Linked DNA regions of Mus musculus: regions 1 and 2 are each linked to region 3. A link is a contact called in public ChIA-PET and Hi-C data. All regions are on one chromosome and are shown on one strand. The core of a region is the stretch at or near the end of the contact, and the rest is flanking DNA. Distances in the headings are between cores, read along the strand shown.

Region 1 (2,700 bases), core at 123-2,622, 59 kb after region 3:
CTAGAATGGGAAGATGCAGCTGCAAGAGCTATTTAGAAATAAGCAGTTACCGTCGCATTCCTTTCTGAAAAGCAGAGATAGCTGGTTGAAGCTAGAAGTTTTGGGCAAGGGTGGTGGTGGTGGTGGGGGGGATGGGGAACATCCATGAACTGGTACTCGACTCAGGCTCCCTTTCTGGGTCTCTCTGTCCTTCAGTCTTTCCTTGTTTCTATCTTTCTCTCTCCCACTCGAGTGCTTGGGAACCAACCGACTCGCCAATGATTCAGACCAGTACTCCACATTGAACAGTTTGCTGCGGAAGCCAGAAGCTGCTGCAGTGGGGCAAAGGGTTGGCCCAGACACAGGGAACTTCGGGCATTGTTCTCATCCCTGCTGCGGAGATGACTGCAATGAAAGCATTGTTTGGTATCCAGTGGCAACGTAGCTTATGTAGATACAAAGAAAAAAGTGTTGCCTGATATAATCTCTGAAAACTGCTGCCACAGGCCTTTGAAACAATTAGTTTAGACTATTTCACAGGACATTAAGCCTAACAATGCCAGTCTGTTCCTAAATGCTGTTCAAGACATTTTTGCAATGAGGCCAAAATTTAGGTTGGCAAAGGGTGACCTCAAATAGGCAGCCTTGTCTTATTATTTTTAACAGCTTTTCTGAGGTATAATTGACCTACAATAAACTGGCATATTTAAAGCATACAATTTGCCAAGTTTAGACACCCATTGTCTGTGGAATTATCAACACAATCAAGGTAATGAACACATTTATCACCTCAGATGGTTTCAGGTCTTCTTGGAAGTTCTTGCCTCCAGTCCATCTCCGCCCCTTTCCTGGGGGGTACGGTGGAGTGAGGGGTGGGGATGCATTATGTCAGTGTAGGCTACTTTGCATATTCTCTAATCTTAAATTAAGAATGTAGTATATTATCTTCGTGTCTGGCTTTGCTCACTCTAGGTAATTTTCGTGAGCTTTATGCCTGTCAGGTGTTTAAGTAGCTCAGAATGTTTTACTGCTGGAAGACATTCCATTGGCACGAATGTCATGATCTGTTTATATGCTCACCTGCTGATGGGCGTTTGGGTTGTTTTAGCTTTGGGCTATTACATAGAAAGCTACTGTGAGCATTTGTGTACAAATCTTTATATGTGTCTGATTATCTATCATCCATCTATCTATCTATCTATCTATCTATCTATCTATCTATCTATCTATCTATCTGTGTAGCATTTAATTTTTCTCAAGTAAACACCTATGAGTGGAGTAGTTGTAAAGCCACTGTGGCTGTTGATTAAATGGATAAGCCAATTTAATAAGCTGTCACACTGTTTACCAAGGAAGGCAGTGCTGTTATTCTTGGCTTCCTGCAAGCGGTACATGAAAGTCCCAGTTTTACCACATCCTTACTCAAGCAGACCATACTGCCGTGTACTGAAGACTCTTTATGGCCTCTTGACTCTTTGTGAATTTTCTTTCGTGAGGTGTCTGAACATTTTTATTGTATTGTTGGCTCTTCCATTTTTGAGTAGTTCTATAAATTCTATACCATCTTTTGCCAAGGTTAGACACTCATCATCTGTGGAATTATCAGGACAATAAAGGTAATGAACACATTTATCAACTCAAATGTTCTCAGATCTTCTTGGAAATTCTTGTCTCCAGTTCCTCTCTGTCCCCTTTCCTGGCTGGGTGGGGCAGGAAGGGGGGAGTGATGAGATAGGATGGGGTAGGGAGGTGGCGAACTTTTCTTTTCTCATCTGAATATTGTACTTTCATGTTTTCATAGTGTCTCTCAAAGAAGAACAATTTTAAATTTTGATAAAATTCAGTGTGTCGACTCTTGTTTTGTTAAAATGGGATCTTGCATTTGTGGATGAAAATGAAAAAAATCATCCCTTAACCCGAAGTTACAAAGATATTCTTCAACACTCTACTAGAGCTTTCCCAATTTCCATTTTTACTTTTGGCTCTGCGAGCCACTCAAGTGATTTTCCTCACAGGGAGTAAGATCTGGTTCATCTTTTGCAAATTTACATTTGCTCCAGCACCTCTTGTGAAAGTTGATGCTTCTCTCCATTGATGGGCTGCCGCACATTTGTTAGAAATAGTCATTTGTCTAATTTTCCATCTGCTTCTCTTCTGGACTCCTGTTATACCGATCTGTGTGCTTATGCTGTCTTGATTACTGCAGCTGGGTAGTGAGTCTTGCAATCAAGTTGGCTACTCTGGATCCTTTTGCATTTTCATATACATTTTACAGTGAGCCTGTCAGCTTCTAAAGAAAGCCTGGTAGGACTTTGATTGACATTAGACTATGTAGATGATTAATGGAGAATCACCACTTTCAATGTAAGTACCTTCCAGCCCATGAACAACACTATGTAGCTCACTATTTATTGTCTGTACTATTGCAACAATGTAACAACGTAATATCATTTACAGTGACCAATCTTTTCATATTTGGTCAGGCTTTTCCTTCAGTGCTTCTTTGGGGAAGGCGCAATAAGTGATATATATATTTTTAATTTTAATTTCTGATGATTGATTGGTTATTTGTATATAGAAATACAAGTGACTTTTGCATATTAATCTTGAACCTGGTAACCTTTCATATGAAGTAGAGTTATAATAGTTCAACATTCTTGGGAGCTAATTTTAACATCTGTGCTCTGGATGGTTTTAATTGGCTTTATCCAATCAATTATG
Region 2 (2,850 bases), core at 304-2,803, 54 kb before region 3:
CCAGGATTCAAACCTAGGTCCTTATGCTTGTGCCCCAAGCACCTTACAGACGGAGCTCTCTCTCCAACCTCTTATTTATTTAAAAGGCCTTACTACAATTTACTTATTTTTATGTTCACGTACCATGGTACCTGGGTGGAGGTCAGAGGACAGTTTGCTGGAGTCAGTTCTTACCTTGACCCAGTGAGCCCTGCTCTGGGCCCTGAATTCATTTACAGTAACTCACTTTGCTAGCGTCGATATAACCAATAATAATAATAATAATACATATCTAGTAATAATACATAGCTGGTTTTACAAGGTAACATCTCTGAATTAAGTTTCTGTATCAGAACCAAGTGCTACGCAGCAGTCAGCCTTCAGAGTGCTTTTCCACTGAGATCAGAGGAGTGATTAAAGAGCTGGGTCTGGCATGGGCTGTTGAGCTCTGGAGGTCACAGGTGGAAATTCATGGGCCACCTTGGTAACCTGTGGCTGACTTTGTTTTCCAGACGACACTGACAACCACCCAGCGAGAGCTGAGTCAGCTGCAAGAGCTTAGTAACCACCAGAAAAAGAGGGCCACAGAGATCCTGAACCTGCTTCTCAAGGACCTGGGGGAGATAGGCGGAATTATTGGCACCAACGATGTGAAGACTGTAAGCCAGACTTGTGTTCTCTGTTCCTACCCTGACTGGTGTGATCCGAGTCAAGCTCTGCAGCACCTGAGGCTCAGGGCTGTACTCTGCACCTGGCGCATGCTGAAAAAGGAGAGCTGGCGCATGAAGCAGGGGCTGGGGGAGGGGATGGAGAGGAACAGTTTGCCTTTCAGATCTGGGGGGCATCTTCCAGTCTTGGTTGGTTTTGTGTGGCTTGTTTTTTTTTTTCTTTAGCCTTACCTGCAATGCTCTCACACTGGGGCTCAGCTGGGAGAAGCTGCAGGCCAGGTCTCAGTCCCCACCCTTCCCCACCCCCCCAGCCCAATGCAGTGAGAATTCTCCAGCCAAGCAGTACGAATTGAGAAAGCTTCCAGCTGAAAGTCATAGGCAGCTAGCAGGGGCTGAAAGAGTAAACCACACTTAATTATGTGTAACAGGAGGAGGCTAGGCCTTGTTACTCAGGGTCATCTGCATCACCTGGGGCTAATTAGCAATTTAGACCCCAGGCTGACCTCAGACATACTGAAGCGGACTCTGTGTTTTAACAAGATGACTCGTGGCTTATTAAAGTTAGAGAACCCAATTTGGTTTCATTGCAGTGGCTCCACAATCCACAGGACCCGACTGTTGTGTTTCCTCTCTGCCCATCCTTAGCTACTTTCATTTTCATATCTTTACGCTTTTGCCTCGTAGCAAGATCACTGCTGTAGCACCAACTGTCAAGTCTTTATTCATTTACATCCAGTGTGCTGTATCACTAACCACTTTTATCCAGGAGAGGGGACTATATACCAGAAATTCCCAATCTTATGTAGCCTTAGGGCAGCTGCAAGGCAGCGGTTTCAGGCCCTGCCAGGTTAAGCTTTTAAGTCACGGCTAGGCTGGTCTGTGCTTGACGGTTAATGTTTAGAGCCACATGTTGCTGTTGAGCAGTGTAGTTCTGACATGGGGCTGATTAAAGGCTCGCAGGACCTCATGGAGTGGATTTGTGGGACGTTGGCACCTCCTGCTGATAACAATAAGAAAAGATATTTTTATGCTAAGATCTTACACTGAGCTGAGGAACACATTAGTGAACTCAAAGCGTGTCTGTGCTTTGCCATTAAAGGTCCTTCCTGCCGGAAATCCTAAGTATGATGAGAGGATTTTTAAATACCTAATTGCATGCTTTGGGATTATTTTTAGGTTCCAGACACTAGATGCCCTTAGCTAATTTCATTGATGACTCTCACTTACAGATCACGGTAGTCTCAGAGAGCCTCCTTCCATGCTGGACCAATGGCAAAGGCTGCCAGTGTATCTGTGCTGTTGCATTATGGGAGGGATAGAACGGGGAGCAGTATCGGGAGGCAAATCTCAGTCACCAACCCAACTCACGTTTAGCAAGGGCCTCCATGATGGGGAGTCACAGCTGATAATTGTAGCTTTTCCTGCTGGTCACTTAGTATTGTGCTGCAGTCATTGTTAGGTGGTATTGAATTCTTATATGGTTAATAAATCACAATACAGGAACGCAAAACTGTATACTTCATGTTTGCTACCAATATTTAGGGCTCATACCCAATATCATTTTATCTCAGTTCTCAAATGTTTACACAGAAAAATATGTGATTTAATGACAGCAATGATAACATTTGAGGAGGTGGGAGGGGCAGAGAGGGGGCTGATGGGAGGACACCGAACATCAGAAATTGCTGGCGTTCCTGGGCTAGATTCTGCTGGGACATAGTCTTCCTAAGGTGCAAGGCTGCCCTCTGGTGGTTAAACATAGTGCACACAAAGCTACTTTTCTGCATGGTTCAGCTTGTATACCATGCATCTTAGCAGATGGGTCTAACCCAATACCTTGTCTCCATTTTTGTTTTCTAGTGGAGTTCTGAAAGTTAGAAACCAGATATACCTCATTCAGGAATTCTGTCAGAACCATCTCTTGTCAGTGTTAACTTAGGCTTGTTCTTAGATATCTTATCAGAGTAGGTTACTGTCTACTTGGAAGGGCAGCTCCAAAAAGGCAAAGGAAAAGATTGGTAGCAGCAGATGGCTAAGCATGGAAATTTTCACATGAGGAGGCACTGGGCGATTGGTGCATTCTCTGGCATTAGAGGTTCTGTTTGAAGAGTGTGGTGAAAGTCTTTTATAGTTCAGCCATTGCATGTAGACATCAGGCTCCTCACCACTACGGAAAGTGTGGAGAAGAGAATTGAAGTGCTGG
Region 3 (2,724 bases), core at 149-2,648:
CAGTCATGGCAGGGCCCTGAAGGTGTTATTGGAATGACGGGCTCTGTAGGTCTTGGAAGATGAGCATTGTTTTCTGTAGCAGATTTGGGTTGGTTTTCTCTGTGAGTCCATAAATGGAACCAGTGGGGAACTAGCTACACCACAATACCCCTTGCATATGTGCTAAGATCATCTGTCTGTTAAGTGGAAAACTTTTTAAATTCTCCTCTTTTAGAGTCTGTGGCTTGGGTGTCCCTTGACCTGCAAAGCCCATGATTAGAAGTCTCTAGAGTAGTCACCCTGTGCCTAGTCTCTATGGGAGATCTGCATCCCGCTAAGCACCTCAAGCCTCCAGGCCACCATGCTCTCTTTGGAGACAGGCCTGGGCCTCAGAGTCAACTTTGCCGCACCCTGGGTCAGTTGTCCTAACTCTGGGTTGGTTCCCACTGGTGCAAGCCTGACAGACAAGCCATCCTATTCTGTGAATTTCTCTCTGAGTGACCTCTTTCTAAGTTAGAGATCTGCCTGACCATTTACACGGGGCGTTCTGAGAGTGTGGGTCTACAATCCAGCTGTCTCCTTGGAAGTGTTTGGAAGAAAAGTGATAAAAAGAGTGACTTGAGCCGCGGTGGTGGCGCACGCCTTTAATTCCAGCACTTGGGAAGTAGAGTCTGATGGATTTCTGAGTTCGAGGCCAGCCTGGTCTACAAAGTGAGTTCCAGGACAGCCAGGGCTACACAGAGAAACCCTGTCTGGGGTGGGGTGGGGGGTGGGGGGTGGGGAGAGTGACTTGAAATCTAGGAAGCTTGCTTTCAAGTGACAACACAGAGTAACACTAGAGCCAGTTTGACCTGGGGACCATACTTTGGCATTCTTTTGCTATTCACAGAGCCCTGAGCTGCCCTGCCTTTGTACAAGGCTTTCGGGATTTATCTGCAGTGGAACTAGGTTGGATTTACAATCCAAAGTTGCGGAGGACATAGCAATGGGAAATTATCTTACTAAAATAAGGAAAGTCATCGCTTGAGGGGTAGGTGAAGCAAGGAAGGGGTACGACGGAACGGTCTAAAAGGCCGAGTTCTGTTTCTCAAGTCAGTAGCACTCTTTGCCTCATCGTTTTCACCCCAGAGTGACTCCACCTCACTCTGTGAGGGCTGCGGTGTCCCTCTAGCTGCTCCGCGCGGGGTCCGCGCTCTTTTCCCAGCCGGCCAGGCTAGGTGGGAACAGCTCCTCTTTGCACGGGTGCATTAAACGACCTACTCGCGTTCACTGGGCTTGGTGCCACCGGGCGCAGGACCCAGGCGGCGTCCCCAAGCGGGCACCCGGGCGGCTCCCCGGCGTGCGGCGCTCACCTGTCGGCCCGCCTCTCCGGGACGACCCAGGTGGCTCGGGGCGGGGAGGATCCGCGCCCCGCCCCGCGCGGCCACAGCCATCGCCAGCCCGGAGCGGGTGTCTGGAGCCCAGGCCGGGAGCCGAGCGAGGCGCCGGGAGCCGGCCGGCGTCCGCGCAGGTGAGCCGGGCGAGCTCTGCGGGGCGGCCGCGTGCAGATCCCGCAGAGCAGGGGCTGGGAGGGGCGCGCGGCTGCGGCGAGCACTGCGAAACGCCCCGCGGAGCATGGGGACTCTCCGAACCGCAGGGGAGCGCAGCTGCCCACATCTGGATGGGGGACCGAGCGGGCGCCTCGGGGAGCTGCGTGGTCTCCCGGTGACTCCGGGGCTGGAGGCCACGGCTAAGGCTGGGGCCCCACCGCACCGCCAAGTGCGAGCCAGCTCCCGCCCTTCCCTCTGCGGCGCTTGAGCTCAGCCCGCGGGGGCCGCCAGTCTCCCCTTCCTGGCTTTTGACTTTGTTGTTAAATCACTAACCAGCACATTGGTTAGTTTAGTTACGTAGGCTTCGGTGAAGCGGGGTCGGCTGGGTACTCTAGGGGGGCATACGTAGTAAGTCCGCGCTGGTCTGTGTGCCCGAGGGTGTTGTGGGGTGAAAGGTGCTGCTCTCCTCCCCGTGTCTGGTGCCTGGTCATCAGAGTGATGGAGTGGGAAGAGTGGTCCATTATGGTGTTTAAATTACTAGCTCTGTGACCTTGAGCAAGCTCCTTAACTTCTCTGAGCCTGTTACCTAAAAGATAATATAGGTGTTATAATCATCAGATGCCCTTAAATTATTTGATGCCCATGAGGTACCTAGCACGATGCTTGAGGGTTTTTCCTCCCGGTGTAGTCCCTAGGTGTTAAAGTATTCTCTCCAGAGGTCCCGGGCATCGGAATAGAAGACATCGGGGAGGGAGTGAGGTGTGTGTGTGTGTGTGTGTGTGTGTGTGGGAGTGGTAGTGTCTGTGTGTCTGGGAGGGTCGTGGCAGCCTTCTGACAAGCTGACTATAGTAGCAAGGGGGGGGGGGTGTGGATTTGGCGGGGCTGTTCCCAGCTGCTAAGCTCAAGACTGGTCAGTGCAGTATCCTCCTTCTAGCAGGGGGCAATTAGCCTGCTTCTGCCATTGTGAACTGTTAGAATTCTTTTCTTAGGGTTTAGGGTTTGGTGACTTGAAAGTTGTCTTATGCAACGTAGGAATTGGCTGAGTCCTCCAAAGGAAAAGTCTGAGGGTTGCAGTTTCCAGTGTAGCTAGATCTTATCACTCCTATGAGCTCTCAGGACAAGTTCTCTCCTCAGGGGCACTTTCCCCACTAGGTTGACATATTCTTTTGTATGCAATGGTCATTAGAGCAGGCACCATATCTTCAGGCTTACCACT

Evidence for each region. A called contact is a pair of places that touch in the nucleus more often than the background predicts. ChIA-PET counts read pairs in DNA pulled down with a chosen protein or histone mark.
Region 1: a contact with region 3 is called in a Hi-C map of cortical glia, with 1.4 times the contacts expected there. The contact joins the enhancer-like site here to the promoter of Lypd6b in region 3. A contact is called at or near these places in 2 of 39 promoter capture datasets (epiblast stem cells and neutrophils), 8 of 484 Hi-C or Micro-C datasets (CD4 T cells, bone marrow-derived DN2 thymocytes, brain and 5 more), 1 of 115 datasets of contacts at active chromatin or transcription factors (memory CD8 T cells) and 1 of 9 other capture datasets (pancreatic islet).
Region 2: an RNA polymerase II ChIA-PET map of memory CD8 T cells shows a contact between it and region 3, with 13 read pairs. The contact joins the enhancer-like site here to the promoter of Lypd6b in region 3. A contact is called at or near these places in 1 of 484 Hi-C or Micro-C datasets (Th1 cells), 2 of 115 datasets of contacts at active chromatin or transcription factors (memory CD8 T cells and pancreatic cancer cells) and 1 of 9 other capture datasets (pancreatic islet).

What each region holds. Positions count from the first base shown.
Region 1 is chr2:49,844,924-49,847,623 of GRCm38.p6, forward strand. The region is part of intron 1 of Lypd6b (LY6/PLAUR domain containing 6B); the gene reads left to right. Among named protein-coding and RNA genes, the nearest start is that of Lypd6b, 59 kb to the left of the region's middle. Within about 2 kb of position 1,373, at least 57 of the 459 cell types and tissues checked have an H3K27ac peak or open chromatin away from gene starts, as enhancers often do. A contact at or near this core is called in cortical glia and memory CD8 T cells, where this site is marked.
Region 2 is chr2:49,732,213-49,735,062 of GRCm38.p6, forward strand. It overlaps Kif5c (kinesin family member 5C), which reads left to right. Exons shown (of 26, transcript NM_008449.3): 15 at 492-638. Among named protein-coding and RNA genes, the nearest start is that of Gm46738, 14 kb to the right of the region's middle. Within about 2 kb of position 1,554, at least 127 of the 459 cell types and tissues checked have an H3K27ac peak or open chromatin away from gene starts, as enhancers often do. A contact at or near this core is called in Th1 cells, memory CD8 T cells, pancreatic cancer cells and 1 more, where this site is marked.
Region 3 is chr2:49,786,285-49,789,008 of GRCm38.p6, forward strand. It overlaps Lypd6b (LY6/PLAUR domain containing 6B), which reads left to right and starts at 1,399. Exons shown (of 7, transcript NM_001379382.1): 1 at 1,399-1,489.